Regions from separate parts of the Ovis aries genome. Here region 1 is linked to region 2. A link is a contact called in public Hi-C data. All regions are on one chromosome and are shown on one strand. The core of a region is the stretch at or near the end of the contact, and the rest is flanking DNA. Distances in the headings are between cores, read along the strand shown. Region 1 holds the start of TEX14 (testis expressed 14, intercellular bridge forming factor). Region 2 overlaps TEX14 (testis expressed 14, intercellular bridge forming factor).

What was found. Hi-C and Micro-C count contacts between places; a contact is called where the count stands out from the background.
Region 1: a contact with region 2 is called in a Hi-C map of liver, with 5 times the contacts expected there. The contact joins the promoter of TEX14 here to the enhancer-like site in region 2. A contact is called at or near these places in 13 of 16 Hi-C or Micro-C datasets (blood, hypothalamus, liver and 6 more).

Annotation. Positions count from the first base shown.
Region 1 is chr11:9,330,328-9,333,027 of ARS-UI_Ramb_v3.0, forward strand. TEX14 (testis expressed 14, intercellular bridge forming factor) reads right to left here and starts at 1,355. Exons shown (of 32, transcript XM_060395121.1): 1 at 1,179-1,355. The coding sequence starts at 1,234. It also overlaps the pseudogene LOC114117105.
Region 2 is chr11:9,258,268-9,260,967 of ARS-UI_Ramb_v3.0, forward strand. It overlaps TEX14 (testis expressed 14, intercellular bridge forming factor), which reads right to left. Exons shown (of 32, transcript XM_060395121.1): 9 at 2,073-2,196; 10 at 607-785. Among named protein-coding and RNA genes, the nearest start is that of TEX14, 72 kb to the right of the region's middle. Within about 2 kb of position 1,259, at least 20 of the 54 cell types and tissues checked have an H3K27ac peak or open chromatin away from gene starts, as enhancers often do. A contact at or near this core is called in liver, where this site is marked.

The DNA of each region.
Region 1 (2,700 bases), core at 105-2,604, 72 kb after region 2:
CTTTGTGGACCCTTCCTCCATGAAAAACGTATTAATATAAAAAGATTACATTGTTATATACATTTTCTTCCACCTAAAAATTCATCTTTTTTTCTTCTGATTTTAAAAGAAGCACCTTATGCAGCACTGTGCCTTCAGTACCGAGTAATGTTTCAGTCCATCTTAGATTCTGTGGCAGTTTGGGTGGATCCCAGGCAGCTACAAGTGAGAGCTGAGTGTCAAAGATTGATGAGGGAAGGCAGGGCATTCCAGGAAGGGGAAGCATGTTATAGAAGTAATACAGCAAGACCTCCTGGAGACTTTTTCAAAATAAGGGAGAAATGATGGCCAACAGAATATAATGTGAACAACATGTAATTTTACAAGTTTTGGTAACCACATATAAAAGGCTAAAAGAACTGAAAACAGTTTTAATAACATGCTTTTCTTATCCCCATACACCCAAAATGGTATATAACTGCAAAATATAACCAGCCTAAAAAAAATTGAGATATTGTAACACTCCAAAACTAAAAACGTTCAAAACCATTCAGGTAAACTCAGGTCCTAAAGCTCAGACAGCTGAAGTTAAATAAATAATCCTGACAAAACCCAAAAGGCCTGTACCTGGCAGAAGAACGTTCCATAGTGGTTTAGTATTTAAGATCTCTATTTCACTACGTCTGTGTATTGTACTCACCACTACCCACCTACTTTTATGTGATAACCCCTTCAGCATTAGAGATGAGCCACTAGACCCCTTTAAGATACAAAGAGGACAGGGGAAAGCACCAACACAGTCCCCCACTACCACAAATTATGCAACCGAGTTATCCACATCTGGGGAAATCGCTGGGGTCAGCTCATCTAGGGTGCAATGGATGAGCCTCGCCCCGGGAAAACCACCCGACCCTGGTTATCTTCCCCGAGGCTGACCTTGGCACTACCCGCTGCTGCGCACACCACTATATTAAGGTCTGGGTCACTCCTGAAACGATTCCAATTGACCTTTATCTTAGCGATCCAAATAAACATAGTTTCGAACTGTATTTTACTATTGTTAATAGATAACCCCGTATTTCCGGGGAAAGCCGTTCCAAACGCCCTGAGCCATCCCTGTGCCTACACCACCGCGCCCCCTGCCGGCCGCCTCCTCCAACAACTCGCCGCGCCCGGATCCTTTCCCGACAGAAACCCACCGCGTCCCAAGGCAGGCTAACTGAAGGTCTCCGGATCTCCCAGTGTGGAGTCCCATGGGGCACACCCACGCGGAAGAATTGTTCAGTCGTCAGTCGACTTCATCCTTGCCTGGCTCCCAACGCTTCAGACCAGATCAGGGAGAGGAGCCGGGCATCCGACGCGAGAATATCTTGGCTACGGGCTTGAGGCTGGACTCCGGTGTTCAAGCTGCACGATTCGAGATAAGCTTCTCCTCTCAGAATCAGTTTGTGCAGAATGAAGAGGAAACAGCTAGTGAGATCCCTCACTGAGCGCAGGCCTCACCCAGGCTTTATCTCCTGCCCCTGCTCTGTTCACATCCCCCATCCGCCTCTCAGAATGGGCAGAATCCTCAGGGAATAGACGGAGTCCATCCCTACCGTTGCCCTCTGTATTTTTCCTTTCTCCTCATCTCTGTGTTTGGCTAAGTTATATATATATATCCTGTTTTGTTGCTATTCTATTCTCCCAGCATTTTATGTTTTGAACCAAGGTAAGTTTCTCTTGCCTCCTGACTACTTATTGACAGAGGGGAGTCTGACCTTTCAGGTCTCTAGATTCTTCAGACTCTAGATACCATGTGACCCACTAGCCCCTCAACCATCTCATCTTCCTCCTGCTTCAGCAGAGCACAATTCCTGCATGTGGTCCCAGATCCTACTCTTGGTCTCCCCAGCACTGCTGGAGGAAGTTGTGATCCTCCTACCCCAAATTCACGTGAACTGCAGTCACATCTTCACTGCTATTTGGCATTCTTCTTATACACATCTTTTCAGTCCCCTCTACCCTCATGTTTTAAACCTCCACCTAAATCAGTGCTTCTCAGTGACTATGTCACTGCTCTCAAGGGGTGATTTTGAAAGTTTGTGGGGACATTTCGGTTTCCTTGGGTAGCCAGGCCAAGCATTTGCATATTAAAACACTTTATTATAATATTTTGTCTCCTATATATTAGTTAGAACATTTATATCAATTGTGGGAGAACTTATATAAATTACATTTCTAGAAACATCTTGAATATTCATATTTTCCATGAATATACTATGAATAGTAAAGGAAATATTACTATTTGTTATAGAAAGGGACCCTAAGGTTTTACAGAATTGAGAACCACAATCCTAATCCAATCACACCCATTCTTTTTATAGGAGTGAGAACAATTTAGCTTCTCCTTTATTTCAAAAGTACAAATGAATGCTTTTCCCACCAGTGTTTCTCAAAGTGAAAGCATGAACATCATCTACTGAACCAATGTTTGGCTATGAGATCTGAGTGTTGCCGTGCCATCCTCCAGGGGATCGAGAGGGGTCTTCCCCACCCAGGGATCAAACCTGCATCTCTTATGTCTCCTGCATTGGCAGGCGGGTTCTTTACCACTAGCGCCACCTTGGAAGCCCCTCATTCCACATTCGCTCCCAATTCCCTCCTCTAGGATCTTAGCCCTTTCCGCTGACCTGGCTTTAGCACTTCTCCTTTCAAACATATACAAGTGTCCCTTATCGA
Region 2 (2,700 bases), core at 9-2,508:
ATCATAAGGCTCACCAGCACCCACCGCCTTCTCACATCTTCCAGGATGCACAGCTGTGGTGCATTTCCCAGCCTGCCTGCAGGGAAGAGGTGACTGGGTGCTGGGCCTTGTAAAGTGGGAAGTAATGATATACCTACTTCCGGTAGTCCCTAAATCCCTCCACGCGTCCCTCCAGGCTTGCTCTTTCTCAATGAGCAGCGATGCGGAGGACACAGTGGGAGGCTGAGGCCTGGGGGCCAGTGGAGCCCCGGAAGGGAGGAATGCAGAGCACGGTGAATGCCACCCCTTCCCAACACACACACGCTGCATGGCAAGGTGAGTGAGAAATACTTGGGCTGTGTGAAGCCACAGAAAATTCTGAAAACTTACAGTCTGGCTAACATGTGCTCATGCCTGTCAAATATTCATTATAATGAACAGAAGTAACTTCCCCAAAGCCCCTCTAACCTGGGCTGACAGGGGAAGACACTGGGAAACCTCTTCCTCCATTGATAAGGCAGTTCAGCCCACCAATGAGGGATCCTGCCCAGGTCAGATTCTCTCTCTACAGCAAAGCACCCACCCTGGGGAGACCCTGTTTGGAAGTCATGATCGAGGTGCGCCCACCTTTCCATCATGTACTCCAGGTTGGCCAGCCTCGCTTCCCCTGTGGAGACAATGTGGATGGCGTAGGAGCTGAGGGAGCGGTGGATAAAGCCCCGGGAATGCAGGTATCTCAGGGCATCGGAGATCTGGAGCAGCAGGTGCACGATCACCTCCATGTGCAACACGGGGAACTGGGCCCGCTATAAGCAAGAACAAAGAATGCTGCAAAGGGCTTCACAGTTTCCAGTCTTTTGTATTGACCTTCATGACAGCCACCTGGTGTCATGACAGCCACCTGCTGTCATGGTGGGGAACCTAAGATTCAATGAGGTTAAGTGACCAGCCTGAGGTCCCACTGACTCAGGGCCCCTGACTCCAAACCTGGGTTCCTCTCCCTTAGCCAAGCTGCTTGATATTACAAGAAAAATGAGGAGAAAAGTCCTCAAACCTGGTCTGCACCTCCAGTGTGGGCCCCACCGCCACTGGCAATGCCAAGCCTGTGCTGCGGGAGAACTTGACACACAAAGGACAATCCAGCCCCTGCTGCAGTCAGAGGACCTAGAAAGTTCACTCCAGGAGGACAGAAATCCCCTCATACTAAGACACCCAGTCACAGGAGCTCTCTTCTCTCCCCAGAAGTGGCATTGTAAGTCAACGCCCTCCCCCGAGGAGAGGAAAGGGAACTCTAACACTGAGAGGCGAAACCGAAACCCAGGCAGGAGGAGGGATGAGCCGTTTCAGGGAAGAGCCCTTCCTGCAGGCTCTTTTCTCACTCCAACCCAGGGTCTTCAAAACAAAGCCATGGAGAAAGAAAAACCAATCTGTCAGGACCTTTTGGAAGTCACATTTCAGGCCAAAGCAAGCTCCCAAGGAGTCTGTGTGTCCCATACCCTCCTCCAGGAAAGCTGAAAAGTAGGAAGGGACAGACAAGACCTTGCATATAAAGGTCCCAGAGGGCAGCGGTCCCCAAACTTTCTGGCACCAGGGACCAGTTTTGCGGAAGACAAGTTTTCCACAAGATGGGGGCGGGGGAGGTAAAGTCTCCAGATGCTCCAAGCACGCCACATTCACTGCGCACTTTATCTCTATTATTACATCAGCGCCATCGTAGACCATCAGGCTCTAGGAGGCTGAGGGCCCCTGCGTTAGGGCACAAGGGAAAATGCCAGGAAACAAGGCCAGAGACTGTTTGGTTACTGTGAGCTACAAGTGCGGCTGTGTGTTTTCTGGGTCTACTGAGCTCTCAGATGTGTGATTTAAAAAGCCAGACTAACAATAATAAAATCACACTAGTTCCAATGTGCTGATTAGCTTTAAACGGTGCATTATACAGCCCCCCTCAGAGTAAAGAATTAGGAGATTTCTCTTCTATGCGTGCACGAATGGGAACTCTGCTCCTGGGGTAAAAGAAGAGAGAGAAAGGGAAAGGAGAGCTGGAGTGGCGGGGAAAGGCAGCAAGGGGAAAATGCAGGGAAACAGGCATTCACCCGTTCGTGGAGGACACTGAACAGCGTGCCCACCGTGACGCGCTCATACACGAGGCGGGTCTTCTCCAGGTCCGGGGACAGGCACACAGCCATCAGCTGCAGCAGGTGGGGGTGCCGCAACTTGCTGCAGAGGCAAAGAGGACAGGATGGAACGATGGGCGCTTTCCTTTCTTCTGGGCTCCCTGAACACATTCCACACAAATTCTATTTACACACAATGTTTTGCTAAGAAAGTGGGATGGGGTAGGGGTTGAGTTCTCTGTCGATGGAATTCTCGGCTTTTCACTGATCAGAACCTGAAGGCTTAGGGTCATCAATGACAATGTCACTAACAGCTACTGAGAAAGGGACTCGACATACATCACCTTGATCCTAACAACTAGCTACAGGAAAGGTGCCATTACAGTTACACTCATAGAGATCAAGAAGCAAAGGCCAGGGAGAGGTCAGGCCCAAGGTCACACATCCCACCCAGCCTCACATCAGAATCCACGTTACGAGCCTGTCCAGCCTCCTTGAGTCCCTTTAGGCTGACTTCCCCAAAACGAAGGCTTTGGCTTTATAGGAGTTGAGTGAAACTGATGAGCCAAGACTATTCCAAGGCCTCAGCAGCACTGGTATGCAACCA